3 separate regions of the Zea mays genome follow, and all the other regions are linked to region 2. Evidence: chromatin contacts called from public Hi-C data. All regions are on one chromosome and are shown on one strand. Each heading gives the region's core, a stretch centred on a gene start, on an enhancer-like site or on the middle of the called end of the contact. The rest is flanking DNA. Distances are from core to core; before and after follow the strand shown.

Region 1 (2,916 bases), core at 268-2,767, 320 kb before region 2:
TAAATCTTTATGTGTATATACTTCCAGAAGAAGATGTTTTGCCTTATTGATACAGTTTTGCAAGGATCAGGGGAGCACATTTCTAAAGTTAGCCCTTGTAGAAGGTTCGATAGAATCTAGATCCCAGAGGATCAAAATTTGTCCCGATGACAGCTGTTGTACTCTTTTTCCCTTTGTGAGTTTTCTTGAAGTTTCTCACATGAGGTTTTTAACGAGGCAACAAAGTGCAAATGCAATTTGTATCACCATGCACTCTTTCTCCACTTTTTTCCCACTGGGTTTTCGGAGTTTTAACGAGACATGTGTTGGTCGCGGTATTCGCCCAAGGGGGAGTGTTAAGTAACCCTAGTTAGGGTTATGTGGGCAAATACCGGCTTTGCCCCTGAGGGGTCTCACATCTCTATATAAGGAACCTGTACACCTCTTCATATGACAGAGATCAGAAAGAGGCCAGAGGCCCAACCCTATATCCAGTGTCTCGTGTGTTTCCTCTGTCGTGCTTATGGAAAGTGAGACGGGTTAATGGGAAGTGAGACGGGTTATCTACATCTTCTTGCGCCTCTACTGCTGACGGGAGGGAAGGGAACGGATCTGGTGATCCGTGGTAACGTAGTTCTCAACAGTATGTTCTCCAATGGCATTGCTGCGAAGGCTTCCGTATGGATATCCGACCTCGTTACTGGGCCAGCAAATTTTCTGGGTTGGGTCTAAAATACTTCAGAAATAAGTTTTCAATGAAAAAAAAGAAAGATGAACGTACCTTTTCCCATCTATCTATTAAAGTGAGATCACGGACCCGCATGAATAAACTCTTCTTTTCTACCGGTATCCTTGTACGATCCATCCTCCTCAGAGGATGATGATCATGGGAGCCTTTGGCTAGGTTCGAAGCCACACAGAAACCCAGAGGCAATTTGAACAGCGAAGGAATTAATTCGACACGATCAAGCGGTATAAAATTAGTAAATTTTTACCCCAATACCGATACGTTTACATTATTTGCATCAGAGTTCGCAGCTGTATGTATTGAAGTGTCAATCTAACTTCGGTCTCATAAAGACCAATTACGTCAATCTAGCAGCCGGCCAGCTGATGACCGGACGGTTAGGCGGCCCAGCTACAACCCAGCTAAAAATAGTGGGCTAGTTATGTCTCAGGGGCAGATCTAGGGGCAGATCTAGGCATTCGATTTTATCCGACGCTCGGTTTTTTCGGTATTTAGGGCTAGTTTTGGAACTTCGGATTTCTAATTTTCCAAGAAAAAATAAACTAATTTTTCTTAGAAAAATTAAAACCCCGTGAGAAAATGAGGTTCCCAAACTAGCCTTTAGAAAATTCGAAAATTCGAGTTTTAGGTATTGAGAACCGAATGAAAACCGAAAATTCAGTTATCCGATACTCACTGTCAGTTTTCGGTCTTACCCGAAAAATGTAAGCATCACTCATCAGCACTTCAGCAGCAATATAACGATAGGGATCCACCCTCCTCTGGTCCACTGACCACCGTCCTGTCCGTCCAGCAGAGCAACACATCCAAGCATCGAACGGCCCATCGCACATACAGGTCCAGGCGCCCAGCTGAGAGCCAACTCAGTCCAGACTCAAATATATGCAAAATTGCAAGCACAAGTGCACAACTTAATCACTAACCACTTAGGCTCTATTCGGTTTCCACGGATTGGAGCTCTAGACTGGTTCTTAGCCGGATTACTTCTCTAATTTATATAAATTTTGATGAGCTGGAACGAATATCGGTTCAATCATAGAGAAACGAACGGGCCAATCAGTAACCATACTCAAATATATACCAATAGCCCAGGCCCTAGGGCTCGCGCGGCCAGCACAACCTCGACCACCATTTCTATGATTCTGTCCATTCACTGATTCACGTCTCAAACTCAAATATAGCAAAGCCACAAAGGCACTGACAGAGTGACAGAGACAGTAATAGTCCAACACCAAGTTTACATAAAAACAAATATAGCATGAAACATGACTTAACAATTTACCACTGACTTTCTAACCATCTAACTCCATCACTTTGCATAAACAAATATGCATAACTTTCTAAAGATCAAATGGCAGTGGGGTACCTGGCAGTAGTAATAATGTCTATATATGCATATGCATAGATGTAGACATGTTTGGGTTACATAACTAAAATTATCTATGTGACTAACTTTTTTGTTAACATAGCAGAAAATGATGAAATGAGAGTGAATTACCATTATAGAGAAGTTTCTTATCTATAAATACTATTATAGAGAAGTCTAATTAATTAGTACTATTGTGGAGAAGCCTCTTCTAACGAGTACAATAATAGCAAAAAGGCCTCACACATTACTGTATATGTACATATACATAATTAATCCACAAATCCACGAACGTGTGAGCACTTAACTATCAAGCATTTAAGTATGACAAGATGAAGGATTTCCACATACGATCAGAAGATCAATCGAACGATGGCGATTAGCATAGCTGCTCAGGCGATGGTCAGACAGCGGGGTCACTGACGGTGATGGACATCGAGCAGAGGGACGATCATCAAGCAATGACGATGGGCGGATCTCTAGGGTTTCTTACTTTTGATAGATGGTGCCTCACGGCACGAAGGCGTCATCGACGTCCTTGTAGCTCCACCGAACACTCTTCGCCGCTGCAGTCGCTTGGCCCCATATGAGCCGCATGATGGATGGCTGCTCGAGACTAGGTGTTGGGGACTTGTTCTCAAATGCTATGAGTCAAGAACAAGGCAACATAGAAAATGTTAGTCGGTAAAGTCCTTCGTCCTTCGAAGCATTATTCCCCTTAGGATATAATGGTTTTCGGACGAAGGTTATGAAGGGCGTACCTTCATAAATATATTATACAATGACGAAGGATGAATTGTAAGGAATATAATGAACAACATAA
Region 2 (2,831 bases), core at 299-2,798:
ACTACCTCCATCCTGAATATAATGGATTTTCAGTTGGCTTAAGACAAACCATCCTAATTTTGACCAAATTTGTAGAAAAGAACAATAATATTTACAAGATCAAATGAACTTTATTATATATATTATGGTGTGCGAAAGGGTCTCTAGCCTAGTGGTTAAGGGTTTCCGAGTAGAACCTTCAAGTCTTGGGTTCGTTTCCCCTTGGGGGCAAATTTTCTAGTTTGGTTTAAAAAATCTCCTCGCTGTGTTCTATCCGCTCTCGGGTTACGATGTCCTGTGCGCCACCCTCTGGTTAGGCCGTTGCAGAGTGGACAGTTAACGTCGACCCGTTAGTGATGGGGGCCAGGGTTCAGGGATTTTTTCTCGGCCACGACCATTGTTTCGGTCTCTTCTTAATATAATACCAGGAGGAAGGTCATTCCCTCCCCGGTCGATTTTTTTTAAAAAAAAATCATTGGTGTCGTAGTCTCTAGATATTATTGCTCAGCTCTACAAACTTGGTCAAACTTAGGATTGTTTGACTTAAGACAACTGAATATCCATTATATTCCAGGACCGAGGGAGTGGTTATTTAGGCAGCACAAAATCTTGGCAGTTTGACCTCAACTTCAATGCATGGTCATGATCAAATTGTTAAGGAACTGAATAGTAAATATAGGATAAAAAGTCACATTATTAAGGTGAGATGAAAATAGCTACTTAATTCAGTTTTTTTTTCAACATTTATATGGCAGTATATCTTACAGTTCCATATATCTTACGTAATATTTGCAACAAAACTTTCCTCATCTTGGAAGAAAGTTAATTCAGAATAAATGGCAGTATATCTTACTTGTTGAGGCCATCATTCAACAATTGCAGCTCCGGATAGGACCACTCCACAGCCAACGGTGCAGTATACTTGAGGTTCTGGCAAGAAAACTCAGCACTCATGTTTGGTGAACCAGTGGATACAATCGTTGAAGTTGTAGTGTTCAACATCGCCATATTGCCATTCATTCCACTGGAAGTGTCTAGACAAACTGGTATGGCTCCTGATACACTAGTAACTGAACTCGTCTGAAATGAAACCACATGTTGGTTGCAGAATGAATGTGGAAATACCCCGTAGTGATTAGGATCTGTTGACATCTGCATGCCAGAAGTAATTTTGCTCTCCCACTTCGCCCTCACGAACACGTCATCAGGCTTCACAGGACACTTATAAGTTGTCAAGCCCTCTTGAAACTTTCTTCCAAGATGAGGAAAGTTTTGTTGCAAATATTACAGTTCCATTGTCAGAGAACCCAGATAAGCTCGGCAACCAGGGCTCCATAAACTCATCAAAGTAACCATGGATGTCATCCAAACTATGATGGTAATTTGCAAAGCTTGACTGAACAAATCTTTCTTCAAACAAAAGTACTCAGTTCTGAGAGACTTCCACATTAGACATGAAACAAGAAACATTGGTGAATCTGGTCCTCGGGAACAATAAAAAAGAGCTAGAGAATTTTTTATCAAACACGTAGAAGAGCTAAATATCATTATATTAAGAACTACAGATTCGACAGCTCACAAAGTAGTAAAATAATCACAATGCAATCCAATTCAAAATAAACTTCCAGCTGGTGAGCGAGAACCAACTTTTCAAAGAGAAGAACCAGTAATCACTTCACAAGAAGAAGAATACCATCCAATGCACAGTCAGTTTGTTTTTTATTGCAGTCAAATGTCCTCAATAACTAGGTACTCACATGGGTCTTACAAGAAGTGGCTAACCAAAGCTGGCACAACTAGATGGACTATCATTAGCACTTACATATACGAAAAAATAATTCAACCATGTCAGCAGCAGAACACTATAGTACACAGAGCAAGAGTCTTACATTCAGTACAAGTTAATTATATCAAAAGCACATCATAGAGACATAGATGAATTTACAAACACGAGTGCATGTTTCTGTTTGTAAAGATAGTACTAACATCATGGTAGGACGTAGGAGCGAGTTGTGGGACTTCTCAGGGGAATTGAACATGAGATTTTTCACCGCAACAAAGCACCAAAACTGAAACGAACTATCCAAAGTTGACGACACAAGGTTTTAATCATGCCTTCAGTCTTGACAAATCGAAGAGGAGATTAGCAAAATAACCTTTTGAAAACTAGCCTTCTCTAGGGACTGTACAATACCAACAGAAGCTAACAAGAAGGCAGAGAGTCCAAACCCTCCAGCACCTTCGGTGGACACTGGACACAGACACCTCAAGATGGAGACCGCTGCAGACAATAGATCGAACTGGTCGTACACTAGAGAAGCAGCACGGGAAGACTCGAACGAAAAGGAAGAAACCAAATCAAGCAACGATGATTACACGAAAGACGGTGGCCCCCAGGCGCTATCCGTGAGGAGCTCGCTTTCCACATCGAATTCCACGGCAGCCCGAGCGACCGCCAAGCTCCCTTCGTTCCACTAGGTCACGCAAACGAACGGAAAAAAAAAGCACTAACGCACGAGCGCAGCGGCCCGGCCGCCGGCCGGCACCAAATCGGGGTGTTTTCCGGATCACGCTACCGAACTCCATGAGCCCAGTAAATCAAGAAACGCACCTGTGCCGGAGCCGCAGCGCAGCAGCGGCAGAAGACGCAAGGGTGCAGGGGGGCGCAGCAGCTATAGCGATCGATCCTGCCGTGAATGGAGTGTGAGGTGGTGGTCTCTTCTTCGCCGTGCCGTGTGCTTGGTTGGCCTTCTTTAAATGGTGGTGCCGTCCGGCTTTGTGCGCTCCAATGGAAAAGGCAGGCAGGGTGCGGGGGAGAGGAGGGGAGAGCGCAACTAAAAAGCGGCGGCCCC
Region 3 (2,700 bases), core at 27-2,526, 280 kb before region 2:
TATTTGGTTGTTTGGTCATTTGTTCATCTCACATGATGGTTCTAACAATATGCACAAATCTTATACATCTCTCTCGTAGTTTCATAAACTACGAGAGAGATATATGTTTTATGAACAAATTTATTTTTATTTTATCATATGAAGAAATGTTCAAAATATAAATTATATATCATGATGAGTTATACAAATTTGTAGTTGAAAACTTTTTCATTTGAATTAATTTACTGCTTTAAAATGTGATTTTTAAATTGTCTTTGCCTAGTGTTGAAAAATGCACTCGGTAAAGAAGCTCTTTGCCGAGTCTTTTATTTTTGACACTCGGCTTCTACGAGTGTTTTCTTTTACCGAGGTTTTTTTGCGTGGCATTCGGCAAAGAACCTCTTTGCCGAGTGCCGAAAAAAAAACACTCGGCAAAATATTTGGCGCTCGGCAAAGAGCCAAATTCCGGTAGTGAATATATGGAAATACATGTTTTCATCTTGTTTAGGAAGCAGTATATTTGAGATGATCCTAGGTTCCTAGCATATTGTTGAGAATAACCATTCTATTAAGTAGATTTTCAATGAGCATGCCCTCCAATTTCATTTGTTGACAAGAACTAACAATTTTGAACCGGATTAATGGGTGGCTGCACCGCATCTATATACAACATTTTGTATAAGATGAATATATAGTACCTTTTATTCATCTTTCTAGCTTAAAATTCAAATAAATAATCATACAAATAATTATACTGAATATATAATAATAACTCATATGTAGTCCGTAGTCGAATAACTGTGGTTTTACACGCGCGTGTGGCGCGTGCATTTTAACTAGTTCACCTTATTCTTCTGACAAGTTCCTCCTTCCTAGTAGCCACAGTTTACGGCCATGCATGTATCGCCACACGCAACTGAGAAGCTGGACCAGTAATTGAAATCACCAGCGGTTTTTGTGTTTTCAATTCGCTTTTTTTTTTTTTTTTTCAAAACGTCAGCACACAAACCATATAGAATTATGTGAATAGCCCTTCGGTTGATCACTGGCCACCAGTTCGACTCTGGCGTGACATAATGATGAGGGTTTAGTCGGTTGTGGGCGGCAAATTATTGTATACAAAAAAAACTCTAACTAACCAGAAACCAAACCTTATCCCTGACTAAATTATACTACGTATTTTGTAATCAATTAAGCGAGGCGATGAGCTCGTCCTCTCTCTTGCACGAGCCGTCCTCCCACGCCCCACGCATATATACCTCGGCCTCTCGAGTCTCCGGCCTCACAACACACAACAAGCAAAGCGAAGCGCGCGCACAGAGATCTAGCTGAGCTACTAGCTATAGCAGCAGCTGCTGCAGGTCTCCTGACATGGCGAAGCAGGACATCGAAGCATCGGGGCCCGAGGCCGGCGAGTTCTCGGCCAAGGACTACACGGACCCTCCGCCGGCGCCGCTCATCGACGCGGATGAGCTCACCAAGTGGTCCCTCTACCGCGCGGTCATCGCCGAGTTCATCGCCACGCTGCTCTTCCTCTACATCACCGTGGCCACCGTCATCGGGTACAAGCACCAGACGGACGCGGCGGCGTCGGGCCCCGACGCGGCGTGCGGCGGCGTGGGCATCCTCGGCATCGCGTGGGCCTTCGGCGGCATGATCTTCATCCTCGTCTACTGCACCGCCGGCATCTCAGGTCCCGCGGCCGGCCTTGCACGCACGCAGCATGCATATGCCGCCTTCGTCCACTCCAACCGTGTGATGTGTGTGTGTGACACGTAGATGTATGTATGTATGCATGCATGCAGGTGGGCACATCAACCCGGCCGTGACCTTCGGCCTGTTCCTGGCGAGGAAGGTGTCCCTCGTCCGCGCCCTGCTCTACATCATCGCGCAGTGCCTGGGCGCCATCTGCGGCGTCGGCCTCGTCAAGGGCTTCCAGAGCGCCTACTACGTGCGCTACGGCGGCGGCGCCAACGAGCTCAGCGACGGCTACTCCAAGGGCACCGGCCTCGCCGCCGAGATCATCGGCACCTTCGTGCTCGTCTACACCGTCTTCTCCGCCACCGACCCCAAGCGCAGTGCCCGTGACTCCCACGTCCCGGTGAGCACACACATAGATTACATATATGAATGAATATATACCACAGTTAATTGATTCAGTACTGGTGCACTGCTCATATACATATGAAGTTATGAACCCATGTATACAGCAGTAGAGCACTAATGAACTGTGTGTGGAGTTTATGCATGGTAGCTTTGGTGCAAGCTAGCTCGCTAGAGTGCAGACTGAAGACTTTAACAGTAATTAAAAATTAGAGCGCAATGCAAAGTGTTTACATCAACACAAAAACCTTCACGTCGCAAGTCGTCCCACTTTCTGAATACCTCTAGGTAGTAGTGTCGTCTGAATTAATTTCTACTGCTGCGGTATATATATATAGGAATTAAGGCTGAGTAGCTCATGAACCCGGCGAATCGAGTGTTTTCCTGCCACAATTAGACGTTCCATGTAGGGCACTGGGCACGCACTGGGAGCAACGGTCCCAAATCGAGCTCCCAGAATCAGGAGCATGTGAAGATGTATCTTGCTGCATATGCCAATAAGCAGACAGGAAGATTCTCTCTTGCGTAGCGTAGTAGGCAGCAGCAGTGCGTGTCTTACAGCGAACGTGAGGTGGCAGCGATTGGTTTGCGAATGATTGTACTACTTCGATAATACAT

The links. Hi-C and Micro-C count contacts between places; a contact is called where the count stands out from the background.
Region 1: a Hi-C map of ear shows a contact between it and region 2, with 2.6 times the contacts expected there. The contact joins the enhancer-like site here to the promoter of LOC100276256 in region 2. A contact is called at or near these places in 2 of 25 Hi-C or Micro-C datasets (ear and an unstated tissue).
Region 3: a Hi-C map of tassel shows a contact between it and region 2, with 2.5 times the contacts expected there. The contact joins the promoter of LOC541889 here to the promoter of LOC100276256 in region 2. A contact is called at or near these places in 3 of 25 Hi-C or Micro-C datasets (ear, leaf and tassel).

Annotation. Positions count from the first base shown.
Region 1 is chr4:148,969,279-148,972,194 of Zm-B73-REFERENCE-NAM-5.0, forward strand. No RefSeq gene overlaps it. Among protein-coding and RNA genes, the nearest start is that of LOC103653810, 18 kb to the left of the region's middle. Within about 2 kb of position 1,518, at least 14 of the 20 cell types and tissues checked have an H3K27ac peak or open chromatin away from gene starts, as enhancers often do. A contact at or near this core is called in ear, where this site is marked.
Region 2 is chr4:149,287,708-149,290,538 of Zm-B73-REFERENCE-NAM-5.0, forward strand. LOC100276256 reads right to left here and starts at 1,549. Exons shown (of 8, transcript NM_001150088.1): 1 at 833-1,549. The coding sequence starts at 1,137.
Region 3 is chr4:149,012,680-149,015,379 of Zm-B73-REFERENCE-NAM-5.0, forward strand. LOC541889 (plasma membrane intrinsic protein 2) reads left to right here and starts at 1,277. Exons shown (of 4, transcript NM_001111555.1): 1 at 1,277-1,672; 2 at 1,785-2,080. The coding sequence starts at 1,351.